Linked DNA regions of Mus musculus: regions 2, 3 and 4 are each linked to region 1. A link is a contact called in public HiChIP or PLAC-seq and promoter capture Hi-C data. All regions are on one chromosome and are shown on one strand. Each heading gives the region's core, a stretch centred on a gene start, on an enhancer-like site or on the middle of the called end of the contact. The rest is flanking DNA. Distances are from core to core; before and after follow the strand shown.

Region 1 (5,077 bases), core at 1,416-3,915:
GATTTTGTGCATGTGTCCAAATGTATGTGTAGTTGAAGACAATGTGTATGGCATGAGGATGTCTTAGGTCACCTTTGTACAGTGACCAGTGGGGATGGAAGTACCTTCTGTCTGGGTCATTTAGCATAATAGCCAGTAGTTATATGTGCCTATTGAGGGGTTGAAATAAGGCTAGTAGGAATGATGAATTGAAATTTTCTTTTCTTTTATGTAAGTCAAAATATTGGACAGTGCACAGATAGAGGTAGTATGTGGTATGTGGCATTTGACTGGCACTGATAGAAGTTGAGGAAGCTTAGTCATTGGCAGCCATGTGAAACCTGGCATGTGTCCAACTCAAAACCTCATTATCATGAGATATAACTGAGCAGAACAGTTCATGTGTCTAAAGCAATTTTTGATTGTTTGAGATCTTGGGTATGATGTTATTTATTGCTTGGTTTTCCTCATAGATCATAGAACCAAAACCAGCCAACCAACCAACCAACCAAAAAAACAAATACAACTTCTTTTTGCAAGGATCTCCTATTCCTACTGGATGGAATGGATACCAATCTGGCCTGTTGGTACTCAGATTTCACCACAAAGCTCTGAATAGGAACCATATATCCTTTTTTTTTTTCTTATTAATTGAGATTGGAGAATTATCTACCCTGTTCCTTTTAGAATTCACATTAATATTTTTTTTAAATTTCATGACAGTTACAGGTTATTATAATTTGTTAATCCAGAAAAGAAGATATGATTTTTCTTTTGTTTCCAAAATTAAGTACATGGGACTTTGATTTTAAATTTTTGATTGGCAAATACAACCTAAAACAAAAGTTTTCTGTGTTAGACTAGTTTTAAACTGTGTCTTATAAGAAAACTTTGTTTGAAATTTAATAATAAATCTTATATGTTATCTTGGAGAAAAAAATATTTTCTATAGAGTTTTGGTACATTTAATTTAAGTTTGAATGGTTTTATGAAATAAATTTAAAAGGATACCAACTTTATTATGTTCTACTTATGATAGTAGGCTTTATTTATCAAATGCTCCTCTCCTTTCTATAAGAGCAGACCAAGCAACTGCACACCGTGGATACTTTAGTACTGCTGACTGTTCCAGGGCTTTGAATGAAGTATTCTGTAGTGCGAAAAGAGAGCACACAGGACTCGTGACTTTATGTACTTTAACAATACAGCTTTTATGGCACTGGAGGTGGTTAAAATGCTAGAGTAGCCCTTAACCATGGCATCTCGGATCTCCGTGCTGCCCTTTTCTCTTTCTTTCCTTTTTTTATTCTCTTCAAATCTCAGAGCTGCCAGGAGTGTGTGGAGCCTGTAACTTCCTGTTCTCTGAATTCTGCATCTTTCTGCAGCTCTGAGCTTTGTGTTCCCCAGCCTGCGACTGTGTGCTAACAAATCACTATTGTCCAGTGGGGCGAATGTGGCTGGAACTAAAGAATTGCTGTCTGGTTTCTATTCAAATCCAGGTAGTGAGATACATGAATGGACTTTTCGAATCGTCATGTGAATAACGTCTGCTCGGCATGAGAGCTCAGAGCCACGCTAGGCAAGATTAACTCCTAGGCTGCCCAGTAACACTCTGCGGTAGGAGCTAAACCATTAGAAAGAAGCGTCTGACACATGCTTAATTCTCCATTTCCTAAGTTGGGCTAGGTGTTAAATTATTTAACTGGTTTTTTTAAGTGTTCCTGAACTTTGGGAAACATGCCAGATTAGGTGTGTGTTTTTTTTTTTCCACTTAGAATAATGTTATATTGTCTGAAAAGTTTTTTCTAGCATTTTTTATATTATAAAGTTACTTGATTGCACATAAACAAAAGTAAGAGACAGCTGCTTTTCTCAAGGAACTAGTCCTTTAAACTGCTTTCCACCCCACAAAGGGAAACCATCCCCGCCCTTTTTAAAAAGTACTTTCTTATTACTTCAAATATTTTCCCCAAAGCCCACATCTATACAAAGAAAATCGAGCTTCACATGTAACATAAAAATCAAAGAAAACAAGTTGCCTTCAAATTAGGAACCCACCTAAGTTATACCAGAATTGGTTAATCTTTTTTAATTATAGGTTTAAAATGGTACTATAATTTACAATTCTCATTTATCTATAAACAGTTATTTTAAGTATCTTCAATATACCTGAAAAAGAAAATCTCGATAGGATTGCGTTTACATTTCTCCTCTCTCACAGGTACTATGAAATGGAGAGAGAGCCTTTTATGTTTCTTTTTGTCTTAAACTCAGACAGCTTTGTAAGCAGTAGTGTGTAGATTACAAGAGTTAGACAAAAGCAGGCGAGACTGAGAAGAGTGGAGGGGGGGTTGCTTGGGGCACTTCCTGTCACTCAACACATTCCAGATCACTAAAAAATTTCCACACACTGCATTCCCTCTTGCCCACTCAAGTTCCCAGTATTTTCTGATTCTGTGTGCTGCTGGTGTCTCTTGTGCTCCTTTCTTTCCATGGCTCTGCTAAGACTGCTTCAGGGGACACACATTCCTTTAGATTATACAAAGCATAGCTTGGAAAATGGCTGGCAGTTTCAGAATCTAGTCACGATTGCACGCATGAGCACCTCACACATCCATGCCCCCTTTCCCCCCTCCCACCTCCGCAGCTGGCTGACCTGTCTCACCCGCTGCTGGCCTATCGAACGGCCAGGACTGTCTGGTTTTGGCTCATGCCTTTGTCCATGTCTGGCTTAGTTCCTCTCTGTCTATGCTTGCCTTTACCCCCAACGCCCCAGGCGGCACAAGTGTTTGGCCATGCAAAACTACGGATAGAAAAGGTGGTAAAAACTTCAAACTTTGCTAAATTTTCTAACAGTTTATTCTTTTGTTAATTTCTGCCTTATTTAAATATTGTTTTAAGAAAAACAAATAGAAAATTAATTACCTAAAGGCAAAGAATGCAAAGCAACCTTTGTGTTCCTTATAATAACTGACTTAATAACTCTGCAGCTGCGTTATGGGGAGCGTATAAAGCTTCTGTTCCGAGAACAAAGGAGCACGTGCAGAAATGAGCCGAAAAAATCAGTGACAGCATTTCACTACACAAATTACTGAAAAGGTTTTAGTCAAAGCCTCTCAACAGATGCAATTTTAAAATGGTTTTTAGCTGGAAAAAAAATGAAAGTGCTTACCCGGTAAAAGAACCGAAGTAGTCCTGAACTGTTACGTAAGACTTTCTACAGTTGGATCTTTGTCAAAAGGGGAAGGGGGTGATAGAAGAAAGCAGCAACAACAAAAAAGTTGGAGCTGCTGTGGCTAGAGGACAACTTCTGTGCTTCCAGATAGGATTCTTGCTGTAGAAATGGAACTTCAGCCAGCACAGCATCCTGTCCCAGTAGAAAAATGAGTTTGTCAGTTTAAAAAAAAAAAAAAAAAAAAGATCCTGGAGCCCAGGCTAGACAAGGTATTGAACCGCACCAGGTTTCCTTGCAGCCCTGTCTGCTTAGCTCGCATTGAACTATATATGACCCAGATGATGGACAGAAGCACATTCAGTCATGTGCACACTGGAAGAAAGCGGATTTGCTGGTCCCCGCCAGGGCAGGGGTTTGTCTTCTGATTGGGCTGTGCCCTGATCGGTGAAATGTGAAGCCCTCACCATTCAGAGGCCATAATTCAGGACTGGCAGTTTGAGTGTCTGGCTGCTTCTAGTCACTGAGAGAGACTTTGTAGGTGTTGCTTTTGTTTGATGGCATGACCCACGGAGTAGTTGCTTACACCTTATATACATGTCGGGGGAACTAGTCTTTCTAAAATACAATAATGCAGCTGATGCCACAGTTCTAAGCCAGCCTATTGTTGATAAATTGTGCTGTAACTAAACTAATTGTTTGATTTAGCCAGCTTCCTCTCCAGACCATGGACCTGATTTTGCAGTTTGATAAGGTAATTATAAAAGTGGTGTTTGAAGCAGAAATGGTGTGTTCCTGTAGTAAGTCTAGCATTTGAGAGGCAGAAGTAGGAAAGATTGTGAGTTTTAGGCCAAATTTAGCTACATAGTAGCATAGTATATAGGAAGGAAGGAGGGAAGAGGGAAGTTTTATAGATCTAAATTATACCTAATGAAAAGCGAATAAACAGCAGAGAAGTGAGTTTTTAGATTTTAGAGTGTTTGAACATATGAGGAAGTAGCTTTAAATCTCTTATTATTCCTTTTTGGGATCACCCTTTAGTCATACAGGGGATTTTGGAGATGGGTAGTATAAAAGCATAGACTCCATCAAGCTGTGGCCTAGCCTTTAAACTTGCAACACAGCCTTAGCTGGCAGTCTTTAGATGAATTATCTAAACTAGGGTCCTTCAGGTTCACCAGCTGTTTTTCTGAGCCACTAGGAAACCAGGTTGCCATAAAGGACTGTCAGTTGTGATGTTGTTTAGAAAAAGGCAGTTACTTTATTTAATTAAATTGACTTTTTTTTTTAATTGATGTAATAAAGTTTCATTATGAGGGGCTGGAGAGATAAATGGCTCAAAGGTTAAGAATACAGGTTACTCTTCCGGAAGAACCATCTTCAATTCCCAGCACCTAAGTGGTAGCTTATAACAACCTGTAACTCTAGTTCCAAGGATCTAATGCCCTCTTCTGGCCTTCTCTGGCACCTGACACACAAGTGGCTCACATACATACATACAGGCTAAATAATTTTTAAAATTGCATTATAAAACCTTGGTTCTAAGATAAGAAGTCTATTCCATACGGACCCATTTTTATTTTCTTCAGGAATTCCTATCTCCAAGAATTTAATACAATCTAATAAGTATTAGTATTAAATCAGTATTAGGTATAAATACCTTTTCATTCTGTCCATAATTGTGTGTGTGTGTGTGTGTGTGTGTGTGTGTGTACACGCGCGCGCCCATGACAAATAATGTGGGTTGCCTTCCAGGTATATAATGTTTGTTAAAGGCAAACTACTTTGGAGGGAAGATAAAATTGATTTATGAAGAATTTCTCCAGTATTAAATAATAATGTGCTTAGCTATTTTGAGTCATAACTCAACATATAGTGTTCATTACTTTTTCCAAATTTTGGAAAACAAATACAGAAAATAGCATA
Region 2 (5,077 bases), core at 1,467-3,966, 400 kb before region 1:
CAACTCATTCTGGATGTGGCTCTACCCATGGGCTGGAGCCCCAGGTTCCTAAAGCTTGTCCAGGCCAACAGCTTTCCTCCGCGGGTCTCTCCCCAGCATCGACTCCCTTCCAGGGAGACCTGGAATGCTGCTTCCTGGTCGGCATCCGATCCATGACCAAATCCCTTGTTCAGACGGAGTTTGTTTACAGCAGTCGTTAGTAGTGACTTCTGAAGCAGAAGGATGGGTTGGAACTCATGTAAGCCAGGCTGACCTTGAATTCTGCTCCAGGCTCCAGAATGAGATTTCCTGCATGCCACAGAATGCTAGACTTTTCCTGTGTAGGTTTTGAGGCTGGTTCAAGCTGCGGCACCAGCAACGAATGGTTCATTTCCATAACTGCCATTTGTAGTTACAGCACGTTCCAAGACCATAGGCAGGCCCTTGGCCTTTTAGGAGCTCATAAGCTGATCAGAGATACTAAACACGAACAACAACTAGGAGGTTCTATTGTAAAGGGTGAGGAATAAAACGTTCACTGAAACTATATGTTCTTGGGGTAAATTATTAATACTTTGGGTGTCTTCTCTCTGCAACACAGAAATCTTAAGATTTCTGTAGGGGTTGCAGTTGGGTGTCTATGGAGACCCAGAGTCTTTCCTCTGTAAAAACCATGATCTATAAACTGATCAACCCTCTTTTGGCAACTTCATCTGCATCATCTCTGATCTATGTCCTAAGTATAGGTACTCCTTTTCTTTCCTAAAACAGAAATGGCTCACCTATGTGCCTATGTGTGATCAGAGTGTCATACTCTTATGGTGAGGGTAGAACGCAAAACAGTCTTTGTGACTGCCTGTAATTATCAGAAAGCTCCCACTGACTGCCAAAGAATTTAGAGGTATACACTCACTCTGCTTTCCTTCTGGAAAGACAACCAGGGCAAGGTTGGATCTGCCATGTGCCCAGTATGTATTTGGACAGTGATTACTTCTCTGAAGTAAAGCTCCAGAATGCTTGGATGTGCCTTGGGTCTTTTGGCTTGAAACCTCAAGCCATGCTGGAGGAGTATATTAACAAGAAAAAGTGGAATATCAGATAGTTTACATTGTTGGAACCAACCCTTTTAGACTATAAATTACATTTCTAAATTCTTGTAGGAATGTTTGAATTCTGTTTTTAAGGGGCTAAAGAGATGTCTCAAACAAAACCAAGCAAAGAAAACAAAATTTAAAAATCCAAATAAGTTTGATCATGTTGCATGTTTAAAATCCTACAACAGTTGTCCACTGCATCAAAAGGAAAATAAATCTATGTATTCATTTCTTCCTCTGAGCTCCAGCCACTATGGTATGGCTCTTCCACAAAAGCTCCAAATAAGCTTAGAAATGCATCAGATATCTTCCATACAACTTCCCACCTTCCCAACTTTGCTGTGTTTTTGTTGTTGTTGTGTTTTTTTTTTTTTTTTTGAGACAAGGTCTTCTGGTTGACCTGCAACATGCTACATAGACTAGGCTATCCTAGAACTCACAGTTATCCAGCTGCCTCATCACTGCTGTGGTCAAATATGTGGTACACTATGGTCAGGTTAATTCTGAATCCTGTGTCAACCCATCCTCCTTACTATGCTGGAATGTTTTCCTTAAATTATCACTTTCTAACATGCTCTGAGTAATTTATTATATTTGTCGGTTATCTCTAACAGAATTAAATTGCAAGTTGAGGACAGATTTTTTAATACATTATTTTTTATTATTTTATTTATTTTGACTGCAAATATATTTCTGTACCACATGCACACAGTGCCCAGAAGAAGGTGTCTGATCTCCCGTAACTGGACTTGAAAGCAGCCACGTAGATGCTAGTAATAGAACTTGGATCCTCTGGAAGAACAGCTAGTGCTCTTAACTAATGAGCACTCTTTCCAGCCCCAAGGATAGAGATTTTTGTCTATTGCAGCCATTGGTTATTCTAACTGCCTATAAGTGTATCTGTACTTTGTTGCTATTCAATATAGAGTTGTCAAATGGACCAATGTTAAAGCTATAGTAGGTGTCAAGAACTGTTCTTGGCACTGGGATACGACAAAAAAAAAAAAAAAACCTTTCCGGCCCCCTCCTGGAACTCACCGGATTAAGTCAGTAGCCTGTTTTTCAGTCTAGGATCCATCTTTTCTGTTTCCTTTGAGATTTTGGGGCAAATAACACATGCAAACTTTGCATTCTTACAGTCTTACAAGAATTGAACAGGAGAAAAAAAAAGTGCCAGTATTTGTACAGAATGTGGCATAAGAAATGCTTTATTGTTTGTTTCTTCCCCCACCCACCACCCACCCCACCCCCCAGCCAGAGAACCGGTGGTGTTAAGTTTGTTTCAAATGTTGTCTAGGCCAGGTCTTCAGTAGTCCTGGAAAGGCGGTAACAGTAACTCTTAACTTTAACTGAAGATACTTTACAGGGTAGGAGTGAGAGCCAGGGAATTCTTAGTTAACCACTTCATGGTCTTCCTTAGAAAAAGCCTCATTTGAGGTGAAGTCTGTTGCCAAGGATAGGAAAGGAAGAGCATTTTACTAAAACTACAAATCCCAGCACGCCCCGCGGCAGAGAGCTACGGGTCCCAGTAGGTTTTATCAAAAGGACCTCCGGGTTCTCTTGGAGATAGATCCGTGGCCCGGAATTCCGCCTGAGAGAGAGAGCGGAACGGGTCAGGCTTTTACGTCGCTTCGCAGACGCCACTCACGGATCGGACGTGACGTAAGGAGGGTTCCGGATTCGGCCTCCGCCGCTGCCTCCGCTACTACAGCCGCTGCCGCTGCTGTCGCCGCGGCTTGTTCTTCCTAAAATGGCGCCGCTGGATCTGGACAAGTATGTGGAGATAGCGCGGCAGTGCAAGTACCTTCCCGAGAACGACCTGAAGGTGAGCCGGGCCGGAGGCCGTCCAGCTTGCGAGGCAAGCCCCTTCCGGCTGCGGGGCTCCCGCCGGCCCGCCCTTCTCCCTCGGCGGGATCCCTACCGGGCGCCCGATCCTGGCGCGGCGGAGGGCGCTCCGCGGTGCGAGAGGACCGGGTCCGAGGCGGCGTGACGCGGAGAACCAGGGGAGCCCGGATCCCCCGAATGCTGTCCAGTTCTTTGAGGGGAGATCCCGGGGGATGTCACGATCCCCTGACCCTCACGGGACTCCGAGCTTAAAGACTCTCACTCTAACTCGCTCGGCCTCCCGGAGACGGAGCCGGGCCGAGCGGGTAGTGCTCCCGGGATGGGGTCCTCCCAGCAGAGGTAACAGGAGCCGCTGTCTGCTCCAGGGACGCGGCCGCGGTGTGTTTAAGTCCCTGAGAGGTGGAAGCCGGTGGGCGGGATCGATGCGACCATAATGGGAGAGAATGACAAGTCGCCTCAGCTTCACCACTCCCCTAAATTGCTTCTTAGGAGTGGTAGTTTTCTTCTGATGATTTGGATGTGGATCTCATTTCTTAGCCCGTTGTTGAGCTATTTAAGTGAATAAGCAGTTGCTTATCAATAAGTTCAAATGTTTTTATGACCTCTGAGCTGTTCCCCTGTAACTCAAGGTGTCGTTTTCTTGGTTTTCCAAAGGAGGTCTTACTCAGTTCAGGCTAAGTTAATGCAGTAAAGAAGTAAGCCGTTGGTGTACCACTGTTATCAACCGTATTTTGTTTCTGCAAAAACTAGTGCTTAGGACCACGTTGGTGTTTATCCGATGGTTGCTAATGTCTGTTTTATTCCGTTAACTTTGATTTGCTATGTAGTCAGTCACTCTCGATCATTTGAATTTTTTTTTCATGCTGTTTTTGTAATATTTTTAAGCCACAGGCTTAAAACAATTTTTTCAAGAAAAAAATTGCCTTTTTCCTAACGAATTTTATTTCTCTTGTGAAGATTTTGCTCTGTGTCTGTTTTCTTGTCTCATCTAGTACATGAAGTTTATATTTAAATCAGCCAACAAGTATGCAAAATGTTTAAGACCTCAAGTGTTGGTTGTGTGAAAGTACATAGCTTGTAACTTACATACTGACTGCCTGTGTTACATGATTGGTGTTCATATTCAGCCACCTGAATCAGGCATTTGCCTTGTCTTCCTGCTTGGTAATTTTGTTTTGTCTTGTTTTTGCTTTCTTCCTGAGATAAGATCTTAATATAGTTCTTGCTGGGGCTGGAGAGATATCTCAATGGTTAAGAGCACTTGGCTGCTCTTCCAGAGGACCTGGAAATTCTGTTCCCAGCAAGGGCATGATAGTTTGTAACATCCTGTCACTCCAGTTCCAAGGAATCTGATGCCCTCTTCTGGTCTTCATAGGCACCAGGTACACATGTGTTCCACAGACATGTGTGCAAGCAAAGCAGCCATACACATAAAATAAAAACAAATCTTTAAAAAAAGTTCATGGTGGCCTCCAACCCAGTATGTACCTGAGGATGGCCTTGAACTCCTGACCCTCTTGCTTCTACTTCCCAACTGCTGGACCCTAACCAACATGCCTGGCTTTTTCTTTCCGTTCCTTTTTTTTTTTTTTTAATAAGATTTATTTTTAATTAGTTGGGGGGGGGCGGTTATGTGCACATTTTGCCTTTGTAAGCCAGGGGCACCAGGTCACCTGGAGCTGGAGGTACAGGCAGTTGTGAACCAAAAGATGTGGGTGATAGAAACTGAACTCGGGTCCTCTGTACAATCTTAACTGAGGAGCAATCTCTCCAGATCTTAGATATAGATATTTTGATACAGGGCATCATGTAGCCCAAGCTTGCCTTAAACCCCTGGTTCTCCGGCTTCCACCTTAATAGTGGTTTGTTTTATTTTATTGTGGTGTGAGGGTTGAGCTGAATTTTTTAAAAGATTTAGTTGTTTTTTATTTATGTAGATGTATGTGTACCTGTGTGAATTTATGTGCCCCATGTGTATGCTGGTGCTGGCAGAGGCAGAGAGCAATCCTAGGCTCCTGAAGTTGGATTTATAGGTGGTTTGAGCTACCTGATATTTGTGCTGGGAATTGAACCTGAGTCTTCTGCAAGAGCACTAAACTCTTTAAATTGCTGAGCCTGTTGTGTGCTTTTTAAATTAATTAAGTAATTATTTTGCTTTG
Region 3 (5,077 bases), core at 1,491-3,990, 370 kb before region 1:
CAAGGTCACAGGAGAATTGGAGCGTGAACCCTGAGGGCACATCACAGTGCCTACTCAAGCCTTCTATTTTAAGCACTATTGGTTTTTGCAGCTGTGTGACCCTGAACAAATTGAATTCTCTTATCTTTTATTTATGTTCTAAAAGGAATATAGTAAAGTTGATTATAGTATTAAAAATAGCACCCACAAAATGCCCAGTACTGAGGACCCAACCAAAATCAGTGTGTTTAGGGAGGAACCCAGAGTGAAATATTGCTAACAGTATAGCTTAAAAAAATTTATTTGTCCTATGTGAATGAATGGTTTTGCCTGCATTTATGTTATTCGCAGAATTCAGAAGAGGGCATCAAATGCAGGATTAGGTATGATTGTGAGCCACCATGTCGGTGCTAGGAACTGAACCCAGGTCCTCTGCAAGTACAAGTGCTCTTAACCACTAAGCCATCACTCCAGCCCCACAGTGTAGCCTTTTAAATAAAAGGGATTTAAAAGAAGTGTTTGATGCAGAAGGAGACATGAAATAGTGCACTGGCGTAATAGAATATGCATAGTTTATATAAGAGCCCAGAAGCTGAGATAATAGAACTTGGACACAACATGAAGTATTCATTATAGAAAGGCTCAACAATTGGGAGCAGCAGTTCTGTTGACAGATTGTCTATGCTTCAGAGAAGACTGTCCAATTAGGGGAAATGTTGGAAAGATTATTTAAGGGCTCCGCCCCCTGAAAATCCTTAATTTCTTCTTGCTGGATTGAAAAAGTAAATGGAAATAGGATAAAATTGACATGATTGGTGGCCCTAGGGTTATGTCATTTGGGGGAGAACAGCAAATTTTTGATATTTTCCCTAGTCAAAGCTATTTTTAAGATCCCATAACAGGGCTGGAGAGATGGCTACTCTTCCAGAGAAACCTGGGGTTCATTTCCCAACAACCACAACCTGTAAATCACAATTTGTAACTCCAGTCTCAGGAATCCTACATGGGCACCAGATATACATGTGGCATACAGGCTACATGGAGGCAAAACACCCATACACATAAAAAATTTTAATCCTGACAACATCTGGAAATGCACTTCTGAAGGAGCCCATGCTGGGGGTCCTAGGCTACATCCTCAGCAGTGGGCCAGCAAGACAGCTTAACAGATCAAGTTCCCCAGGACCCACGTGATGGAGAGAAGTCCCGAGAGCTGTCCTCTAGCCGCCTAAATGCCATTGCATTCACCCGACTCATACTCTTCCCCTTCGTCTCCTCTCTCTCCCTCTTTTTTTACTCCTCCTTCCCCCTTTCATAAATTCAGTAAGAGTAGCTCCTCAGCAATGCAAAAATAAATCCCGCTATAACTTGGCAGCATCCCATTGTTTCATAAAAGAAAGGCCATTCCACATCGAAGATGGGTGCAAGATAAATCATGTAGGAATAAAGGAGAACCCCTTGCACCAAATACATTTGTGAAAAAGTAGTTATCTCAATATTTGGGATACTATCCACTTGTGGAGATTTGTGAGATACGTCTCATGCATTTTATTTGCTATTGTGTGCTGTGTGTGTGCAGGTGTGTGTGTCATGTGCATGTGGAGGTCAGAGAGTCATCGAAAGCGTTCCTCTGGGTTTGAGGACAAGCCACAACATCAGGCTTGAACAGCAAGCACCTTTTACTCTGCTGAGCCATATATCTGCCACTACATTGTTGGTGTGTGTTTTAACAAAATGTGTTCTAATAAAATGAAAATGGCCCAAGAGAAAGTTTTATGCCTTCTCCCAAATGGAAGGAATGAACTTAGAATCTGCCAGACAGATTTGCATAGATCTTAAGAATTAAATTCTTCGGGTGCATTACATATACATCTGCTATATTTTCAAAGATAGCTTTTTGTTAGAGCAGAATAGAAAAGATTACTAGTATTAATTGTATTTACATGCTTATGCATGTAATGTTTTGCATGCTTAGGTCTGTCAAAAAATGCAGTGAAATTTTATACCAAAAATGATTAGCTGGTTAGATTTTTTAATCATCTGGAATGGCACAGAATGGCTAGCTTATACAAGAAGCAGTTCTTTTTAGGCTTTTCAAAATGGAATACATTCCTTGTGGTTATTGTAATTGGTTCTTTTTGCAATGCTGTTTGTTGTTGTTGTTTTTTTTTTCGAGGTAATTAAAGAAATTCTGCTTTCTTACAAGCTTGCATCCAAGCTTAGGATCTTTCCTGCAGCCAAACTGCTTGATCCCTACAATTTGAGACCGAGTCCCTTTTGAAGGGTGACATTAAGCCGCATTCGAGGTGATTCAGAAGACTATGAGAGAGAGAGCTGCTTTGCCCTCGAACTTCTGAATATATCTGGAGAAAGTGCTGCGCTTGATTTTGGTTCTGGAGCAGTGCGGAGGCGGAGGAAATAGCAGGTGTCTGGGAGGTGTCAGGGATGCAGGATGCCAGCCAAAGAGAACCTGCAGGCAGGTGTCTGGCGCCGGAGATGTAAGTCCCCGTTCTGGCACACGGAGGCGCTCAGGGCTCCTCTCGCTCTGCTAGCAGTCTTTAAGGCACCTCTGCCGCCACCTGCAGTCTCAACCAAACCTCGGGGTGGGCCACGCGGGACATGACGGCCTAAGCACCCAATCAGCGGTCGGATTTCTAGATACCCTGCCGTTGTGGCCAATAGAAACCGAGGAGAGGCGAGGAGGGGACGGGCCCGAGCCCCGCGGCAAGCCTGGCCGGGGCGCAAGGCCCTCCTCCTGTCTCTCCGCCTACTCCAGCCTCCGCCGCTTCAGCTTCCCGAGCGAGCCCTGCGGCCGCCGGAGCATCTCCCGCGGCGGAGCAGGAGCCGGATGGTCAGAGGAGCCCGGCAGTCCCAGCAGCCGCGGAGTCGCCTGGCCCCCAGGTGGGGTGGGCTACGTGGCGAGGCGGAGGCTAGGGGCGAGGGGCCCAGAGAGCGGGCCTGGGGGTGGCGGCGGTGGTGTCTAGGCGCCGAGCCCTGAAGGGGCGGGGGTACAGGCACTCAGCATCTCGGGGGCGCCAAGGGAGAGCAGCTCTCGGGGCAGCGAGCGAGGGCGCGCTGGGCGAGAGCGGAGGGCGCGCGCCCCACCGGGGAGCCAAGGAATGCGGGGAACCGGGTCTGAGGGGCGGGGCCGTGTCTGAGGGGAGCTAGGGGGGCCTGCGGCTCTGGGCAGACAATGAGGCCGACCTGGCGGGTGGTTGGGGGAGCCGAACGTTTGGGGCAGGGAACCGAGAGCATTCGGGGACTAGTGAGTCCCAGGCGCTTGGTCGTGGGAGGGAAGGAAGCCCTGCCTGTGGGGTGTCTGTAAGGTCACGGGTAGGCAGAGCCAACCTGTGGTCAGCCTGTGGCCCCCCGAGGGTGGTACATGAAGTGCCCCACAGGCAAGGCAAGGCAAACGGTGTGTTGTCTTAGTTACGGGTCTCATTTGTTTGGTCTGTAGACTGTCTGGCACAGTGGAGAAACCACCCCGAAAACGGAAAAGCAGGTAAGGCAAATGCCTTCCTCTCTAGCTTCGTGTTTTTCCTGTTTGCTTGGCTGCCCCTGTGCTGCATAATTACGTGGTGAGTAGATAAAGTTTCTTATTTAGGTCCTTTTTTTAGTAAATTCGACAGCATGGAAAGGTATTCCCTTTGAGAACTTCAAATTACCACCACCTCCAACCCCTTGCAGGTATATGATACGGGAAATGGGGAAACATTAAGAAAGCCCCACTTTCGACTTTAGTCTTAATTTCAACTTTGGCATCTCTAACGGAGATTGTCATTGAACAGCTACTGTGTGCCAAGTGTCGTATACAAATTCTGTGTTATTTTCTGTGACAGTTTTGCAAAAGAGGGAACTGAACCATAGAGTAGCCAATACTTAGCAAACAAAGATCACACATGTAATAAATGATAGAACCAGGATTTGAATCCAGGTTGTCTGAATGCAAAGTTTATGTTCTTTATACTGTAATGCTTCTAATACATACACAGTTGAACAGAGTCCCACTCCTGGCTTTCTCTCTCTTTCTTTATAAAGTCTAATAAACTGAGATGCTTAATACAAAAGTAGTAACTAAGGACTTACATAGGCCGCAGACAACTGAATTTTTCCTTAGGCAATGAAGAAGAGTATTCATCCCACAAATATGTTTTAGTGTATTTCATTTGTTAGGTACTACATCACAATTTTATTTAATTATTTGAAGATTTCCTTTCTTTACCTACATTGGAATTGAGAGAGTAAGCTACAGTAATGAGGTTGCAGCCCGTAGCACCATTCTCATAACTAATACTTTGGACGTTAATATACAGATAAACTCAATCATAGATACAAATGCCAGTGGTGGGAGTGGGCAGTTGCCAAATAGCTTTGCCACTTTTTAGGCCTGCATGTCTACTCCCAGACTCAACGTAGCGCTACTGCACACCCACAAGGTTGGCTAGCACACCTGAGGAACTGAATTTTTTGTAGATCAGTATGTGTTTTTGTGTGCAGGTGAGTGTGAGTGTGTGTGCGTGCGTGCATGTGTATTCATGCGTGTGTGTGTGTGGTGTCTGCATGTGTGTGCAGGCGAATGCACATACATGCATGTCGATGTGAAGCAGTCTACTCTTGTGTCTGGAGGCAGGGCCTGTCACTGAGGCTGGCCCTGTCACTGAAGCTGGCCCTTTCATTGAGGCTGGCCCTGTCACTGAGACCTGAGGCTCACCTTTTGGCTAAGCTGGCTGCTAGTCAGCCAGTAAGTCCCTGGATCTATCTGCCTGTCTACCTCAGTACTTTCAATTTTCAGTGTAATTTTTTAAAAAGTTTTTACATTTCTCATTTTGTATGTACATGTAGTGTGGACATTGCATGTGGAGGTTAGAGAATAATTTACAACAATCAGCACAAAAATATGAGTGTGAGGGTCTCACTCTAAATTTTAATGATTTCCTGGTAGGATAACAAGATGTATTAGAGTAAATAAACTTAAATTTTTATGTTTATTTAGTGTGTATGTGTGTGTTTGCTCGCACGTATGTGTGTGTGCATGTATGCACAAGCATGGAAGGCAGGGACAGTTTGCAGGAGTCAGTTCTTTCATCATGTGGGTCTC
Region 4 (5,077 bases), core at 737-3,236, 350 kb after region 1:
AGACCAGGCTGGCCTCAAACTCAGAAATCCGCCTGCCTCTGCTTCCTGAGTGCTGGGATTAAAGGCGTGCGCCACCACGCCCGGCTACTTTGGTTTTTTGAGACAGGATTTCTTTGTGCAGTCTTGGCTGTAGTGGAATTAGCTCTGTAGACCAGGCTGGCCTTGAACTCACAGAGATCCATCTGTCTCTGCCTCTGGAGTACTCTAACTGATTGAAGTCATGTGTCACCACCGCCTGGCTTAGCATTTTTATTTTATTTTTTTAAACCTCTAGGAAAAATTAAGGATTTCCCCCAAATACATACAAAGCTCATCATCCTTAAATTGTGCTTTAAAAGACCAGAGTAAGTGGGGTGGGAGCAGGGGCTTCCTGGAGTGTGGGTGAGGGTGGGGGCCTTGACTGTGCCTGTTCCCACTCTTCAGCTAGTTACACTGGGGCATGGGAATTTTGTGGTATGAACCAATGTTGCTGATTTAGCCCACATAAAACTGGTCCTGGTTGGCTCTACTTGTTATCCAGTCTTGGCACTGTATTGGTAAATAGAGTAAATGTGATATCTGTAAAATATGATAAGGTGAGGGCTGAGCCAATCACCTCGGGGCAGATGGACTGGAAGTCAATGAAGGCATTTACTAGGGAAATACAGTAATGGCAGAACTTAAGCAGAAGGGAAGAACTAAATGGGGGAGATGTTAGTGTGAGGGGATTTCACAGAGGAAGGTGACTGTGGCCAGGCTAGGTCACACAGTTACTTGTGGTGGCATAGAAAGGCTTCTTATTCTTGTCCCCTTCCTGTCACTTGCTCATGAATGAATCCATTTCTACTGAGTGTCACATGCTCTGAACACTGCCATCAAAGGTTTCCTTCCTGTGCACACATGTGGGGTGACCCTTCACACACTGAGCATGTTTGCTGAATGCAAGCACATGCCTTGATGAATCAGCAGCCCTCATAGAGTTCACTGTACAGTGATTTACTATGTAGTGGCTCACCATCTCCATACTTCTGTTTTCTTTTCTGTGAAATGGAGGAATAGAACAGCAGTCACCTAACATATTGTCAAGATGAAATGACTAAGTAGCATGCAAAGTGCATAGGCATTGTAAGGTCACAACACCTACTTAGCCCTACTCCACCCCCACAGAGATAAAGATTAAACCCAAGGACTTGCATATGTCAGGCAATTACCCACAGCTTCTAGGCCCTTTAGCAGGGCAACTTGAAGGTGTGTATGCATGTGTGTGTGCGTGTGTGTACTCTCATGTGCATGCGTGAGCACATGTGTTTGTGTACCCACGTGGTGTACAAGGATGAATGTGTGACTGTGCATGTGTTCATGTCTATGCATATCTGTGCATGTGTGTGTATATGTGTGTGTGTATGTGTGTTTGACCTTGGTTGCATGGTTCTTTAGTGTGAAGTTTTTAGATGACCAAGTCACGTCTCAATGTCAAAAGATTAGACATGACAGGTGATACAACAGACCCACTCTCCAACTTGATTTCTGCCCTCTGTCTAGTTACCCTCTAGGCTGGGTATAGACACTGTATGAGCCACATTAGCAGTTACTCTGGAAAGTGAAATCTGGAGGATGGCACCTGACTAAGAAGTCCCAGGTCCCACAGGCCAGCTGGCAGAGCCCAGAGCTTGTCTCCATTGCTCTCTCCACAGGTCTGTTCTGTCCCCGTGACTTGACTGGTCCTTGGTCTCTCACTGTTTGGTGTCTTGCCTGGCCCTCAGACTTACAGCCCAGACTTTTCCTGGAAAACCCCAAGCATTGTCACCTTCGTCCTCCCAATTCTGTGGCGGAGAGACAGAATTAGAACTTGCCTCGTGGTACGAAGTTGTGGCAATGACTGTAGAAGAATGACTTTCAACTTCTAGGAACCGACCCTGACAATCAGATAAGGCAAGCACTGAGTCACTGGCAGAGGCCACATCAGTGGAGATTTCAATTGTGTGTGTGTGTGTGTGTGTGTGTGTGTGTGTGTGTGTGTGTAGGATGCAGAGGCCCCTGGTTCCACTTCCTCCCTGGGAGGCCCAGACCCTTCAATACTGTTTCTGTGCTGAGATGGGAAGGAAGCACTCACCCAGCAGGTGACAATCCAGACCAGCTGGGATGTGCTGCTAGATTAGGTCCTAAAATATCACAGCTGTGAGAACCCAGATTTTTGTTTTGCAGATGATAAAACTATTCAGAGAAATCAAGGACTTGTCCAACTTTCCCAGACAAGCTTAAAAAATAATTGGGCCTTAAACTCAGGGATCCCGGAAGATCACCACATGGCTCCCAATAAGTGTTTTTTCCCAAGTCCTGAGCCTCAGCCACTGTCCTGAGGTTCAAATGATCATGGACAAAAGGGGGAGACCAGAGTTGGAACTGCAGTCAAAACCCATGTTTGACCAGGTCCTGCTGGTCATTCTTTGTCCTTCTGGATGGCTCTCAACATCACTTTTCTAAGACCCTACTCCTCTATGTAAAGCGCTGGGAGCCATATTGTCTCTCCTCTCTCTCATCTCTTGATAACAGTTGGTTAGACTTGAAATGGACCTAGATTCCAGCTGTTCCCTGGGCATTGGGATGCAGAAGTGCTGGGCTTCCTTCCTGGCTGGGTATTTGAAGTGAGATATGCGGCTTGGACTGAGGTGGCTGTATTTGGCCAGATTCAAATGGAACAGCAGAGCAAAGTCCAGGTCACAAGCTTATAAGGGGAAGGGACAGGGTAAGAGACCATGGCACAGACAAACCATGGAGGAGAGGAAGAGAGATTAGGAGAGAGAGACAGACAGACAGAAAGATAGGATAAGGAACAGACAAGCAAGCAGGCTTGATCTTGTTCCTGAACTAGGGAGGTATAGAGGCAGAGAAGAAATAAATTAAGAAGGGAGGGATAGAGAAAGAGAGACAAACACCATTAGTCTAATGACCCTAATCAGCAAGATCAACAGACGTGGATTAAATATTTGTAAAAGAAAATCCCACATCTGTAGTGAACACTTTCAACTTCTTTCTCTCCATTATTTTTGTTTGTTTTGTTTCTGAGACAAGGCTTGTCTGTGTGACCCTGGCTGTCATGAAACTCACTGTGTAGACCAGGCTGGCCTCAAACTCACAGAGATCTCTACCTGCTTCTGCCTCCTGAGTGTTGGGATTAAAGGCATGTGCCACCATGGCCAAGGCATTATTTCCTAAACCACACAGCCTACCTATGCTGTGTATGGAACTCACAGTTTTGGGTGTGAGTAGTTATGTCGAGGTGGTTTACAGTGTTCAGAAGGCTGGATGTGGGGGAGTGTGCCTATAATCCCAGCACTGTGGAAACACAGGCAGGAGAAATAGTGCAGAGAATCTAAGCTACATCTTAGGGTGGCATCACTCACAAGGTGCTGGTTTTGCGAACACACAGAATGCAAGAGTAAGATAGCTATAGGAGCTTGCACTAAGGTTCTGGAAAGCCCTGGAGGCCAAGCGATGTGCAGGAGGATGAGAGTCACTGCCTGGTTCATAAGCAGACACCTGTGCGGGTGTAGCTTGTGTTTCCCAAGGAAAGCTGCCTTTTCTGCATGATGGATTTTATCCCTCAAACCTTAAGGATAAGTAACTCCTTTCTCCCTTAAATTGTTTCTTGGTGGGGCTGATGGGGTGTGTATGCCCCCACCCCCATCCCCAGAATCTTAGGCCCTGCCTCTGCCTAAGGCTATCATTGGCCACAGGGCTGTGCTCAGCTCTGGCTGGGTCATGCTAACAGTCCTGGGGGCCAGTGCCCCAGAAGTACATCAGCTACTTGGTCCAGAGTCTATGCAGTTCCACCTGACCTCCCTCCTTCCTAGAGTTTTCTGGAGGGCTTGAACTAAAATTGCTCTTTGGTCCAATCTCTGCTCCTCAGTACACTACAGTTGCCCCCTCCCGGCTCCTGCTTCCTACTAACATCTCTGGTGATCAACACCTCACAACAGCCACACTCACAGTTTCTTTCTGGAACAACTTCATCAATGACAGGGACACAATAGACAGGGGTTGTCAGAGGTACCATACAGATGAAAAATGTCAGGGTTCAGGGATGGATTCAAACAGACATGATTGTGTGTGGGGGGGTACTTTTCCAAAACATGAACCCTGGGTCAGACTGTCTGCTATTGAGTGACATCTCTGCCCTTATTGGGAACCAAGATGTAACCTCTGCCTACTTTAGTGGGTTTTTTTTCTTCTGTTTTTTTGGGCTTTTGGTTTGGTTTGGTTTGGTTTGGTTTGGTTTTTTGGTTTTTTTTTGTTTTTTTTGTTTTTGTTTTTTTGTTTTTAGTATAGAACAGAGTTTATTAGGGCATGGAGAGGGGAGTCACAATGGTAGTAGAGGCAGAGAAAGGCAGAGAGAGTAGAGGAGTAAAGGCCAGCCATGAGCACAAGGGGGAGTGGAGGAAGGAACGGAGTGGGAGCAAAAAGGGAAGAACAAGAGAGGAACAAGAGAGTAAGAGCTAGTGTTTGGTTTTGGGTTTTTTTTTTTTTTTACATTTTATTTGTGTTTATTTATTTATTGTCACGTGCATTGGTGTTTTGTGAACTGCCATGTGGATACTGGGAAGTGAATCCAGGTCCTCTGGAAGAACATTCTGTGCTCTTAATCACTGAGCCACCTCTCCAATATTTATTTATTTATTTATTTATTTATTTATTTAAAGGCAAGGTCTTGCTATGCGGCCCTAGCTGTCTGGCACTTGCTCTGTAGACCAGAGTCTGCCTCTGTATCTTCACTGGTAAGATGGAGATCATAACAACTGCCCTGAGGCTGTCCTGAAGGAGGGGGTGATGTCAAAACGCTTAATCAGCAAGTGTTAGATAACTTTTTATTGTCCGGAATGACTCAGACTCATAAAAACCTTCTAAACTCCTTGCTCAGGCACTTGGGGATTGCCAGAAAATCCCTGACAGGAATCCAAGAGCCATCTTGGATCCCACTTTGGACAGAGCACACCATGACATCCTCTGACGCCTGTTACATGGTCCTACTGTTCTGTTCTGGCCATTGTTCCTCCTTCTGAATTTCTGACCTACACCTTGCTCTTTCCTGGTCCCAGCT

The links. Promoter capture Hi-C pulls out the DNA fragments that hold promoters and counts their contacts. HiChIP or PLAC-seq counts read pairs in DNA pulled down with a chosen protein or histone mark.
Region 2: a contact with region 1 is called in a promoter capture Hi-C map of pre-B cells. The contact joins the promoter of Ppp6c here to the enhancer-like site in region 1. A contact is called at or near these places in 5 of 39 promoter capture datasets (the C10 cell line, cranial neural crest, hematopoietic stem and progenitor cells and 1 more), 1 of 484 Hi-C or Micro-C datasets (pre-B cells) and 4 of 115 datasets of contacts at active chromatin or transcription factors (the SCID.adh cell line, bone marrow-derived macrophages, microglia and 1 more).
Region 3: an H3K4me3 HiChIP or PLAC-seq map of pro-B cells shows a contact between it and region 1, with 2.7 times the contacts expected there. The contact joins the promoter of Scai here to the enhancer-like site in region 1. A contact is called at or near these places in 8 of 39 promoter capture datasets (3T3-L1-derived adipocytes, embryonic stem cells, hematopoietic stem and progenitor cells and 4 more), 1 of 484 Hi-C or Micro-C datasets (pre-B cells) and 1 of 115 datasets of contacts at active chromatin or transcription factors (pro-B cells).
Region 4: a contact with region 1 is called in a promoter capture Hi-C map of liver, with 2.0 times the contacts expected there. The contact joins two enhancer-like sites. A contact is called at or near these places in 3 of 39 promoter capture datasets (the 3T3-L1 cell line and liver).

What each region holds. Positions count from the first base shown.
Region 1 is chr2:38,821,644-38,826,720 of GRCm38.p6, reverse strand. All of the region lies in intron 3 of Nr6a1 (nuclear receptor subfamily 6, group A, member 1), which reads left to right. It overlaps Nr6a1os (a long non-coding RNA gene), which reads right to left. Exons shown (of 7, transcript XR_866167.2): 1 at 3,152-5,077. Among named protein-coding and RNA genes, the nearest start is that of Nr6a1os, 8.2 kb to the right of the region's middle. Within about 2 kb of position 2,665, at least 311 of the 459 cell types and tissues checked have an H3K27ac peak or open chromatin away from gene starts, as enhancers often do. A contact at or near this core is called in 3T3-L1-derived adipocytes, the SCID.adh cell line, bone marrow-derived macrophages and 8 more, where this site is marked.
Region 2 is chr2:39,223,988-39,229,064 of GRCm38.p6, reverse strand. Ppp6c (protein phosphatase 6, catalytic subunit) reads left to right here and starts at 2,716. Exons shown (of 7, transcript NM_024209.3): 1 at 2,716-2,898. The coding sequence starts at 2,824.
Region 3 is chr2:39,188,393-39,193,469 of GRCm38.p6, reverse strand. Scai (suppressor of cancer cell invasion) reads left to right here and starts at 2,740. Exons shown (of 18, transcript NM_178778.3): 1 at 2,740-2,880; 2 at 3,437-3,481. The coding sequence starts at 2,828.
Region 4 is chr2:38,468,805-38,473,881 of GRCm38.p6, reverse strand. All of the region lies in intron 2 of Gm39799 (a long non-coding RNA gene), which reads left to right. Among named protein-coding and RNA genes, the nearest start is that of Gm25081, 9.0 kb to the left of the region's middle. Within about 2 kb of position 1,986, at least 79 of the 459 cell types and tissues checked have an H3K27ac peak or open chromatin away from gene starts, as enhancers often do. A contact at or near this core is called in liver, where this site is marked.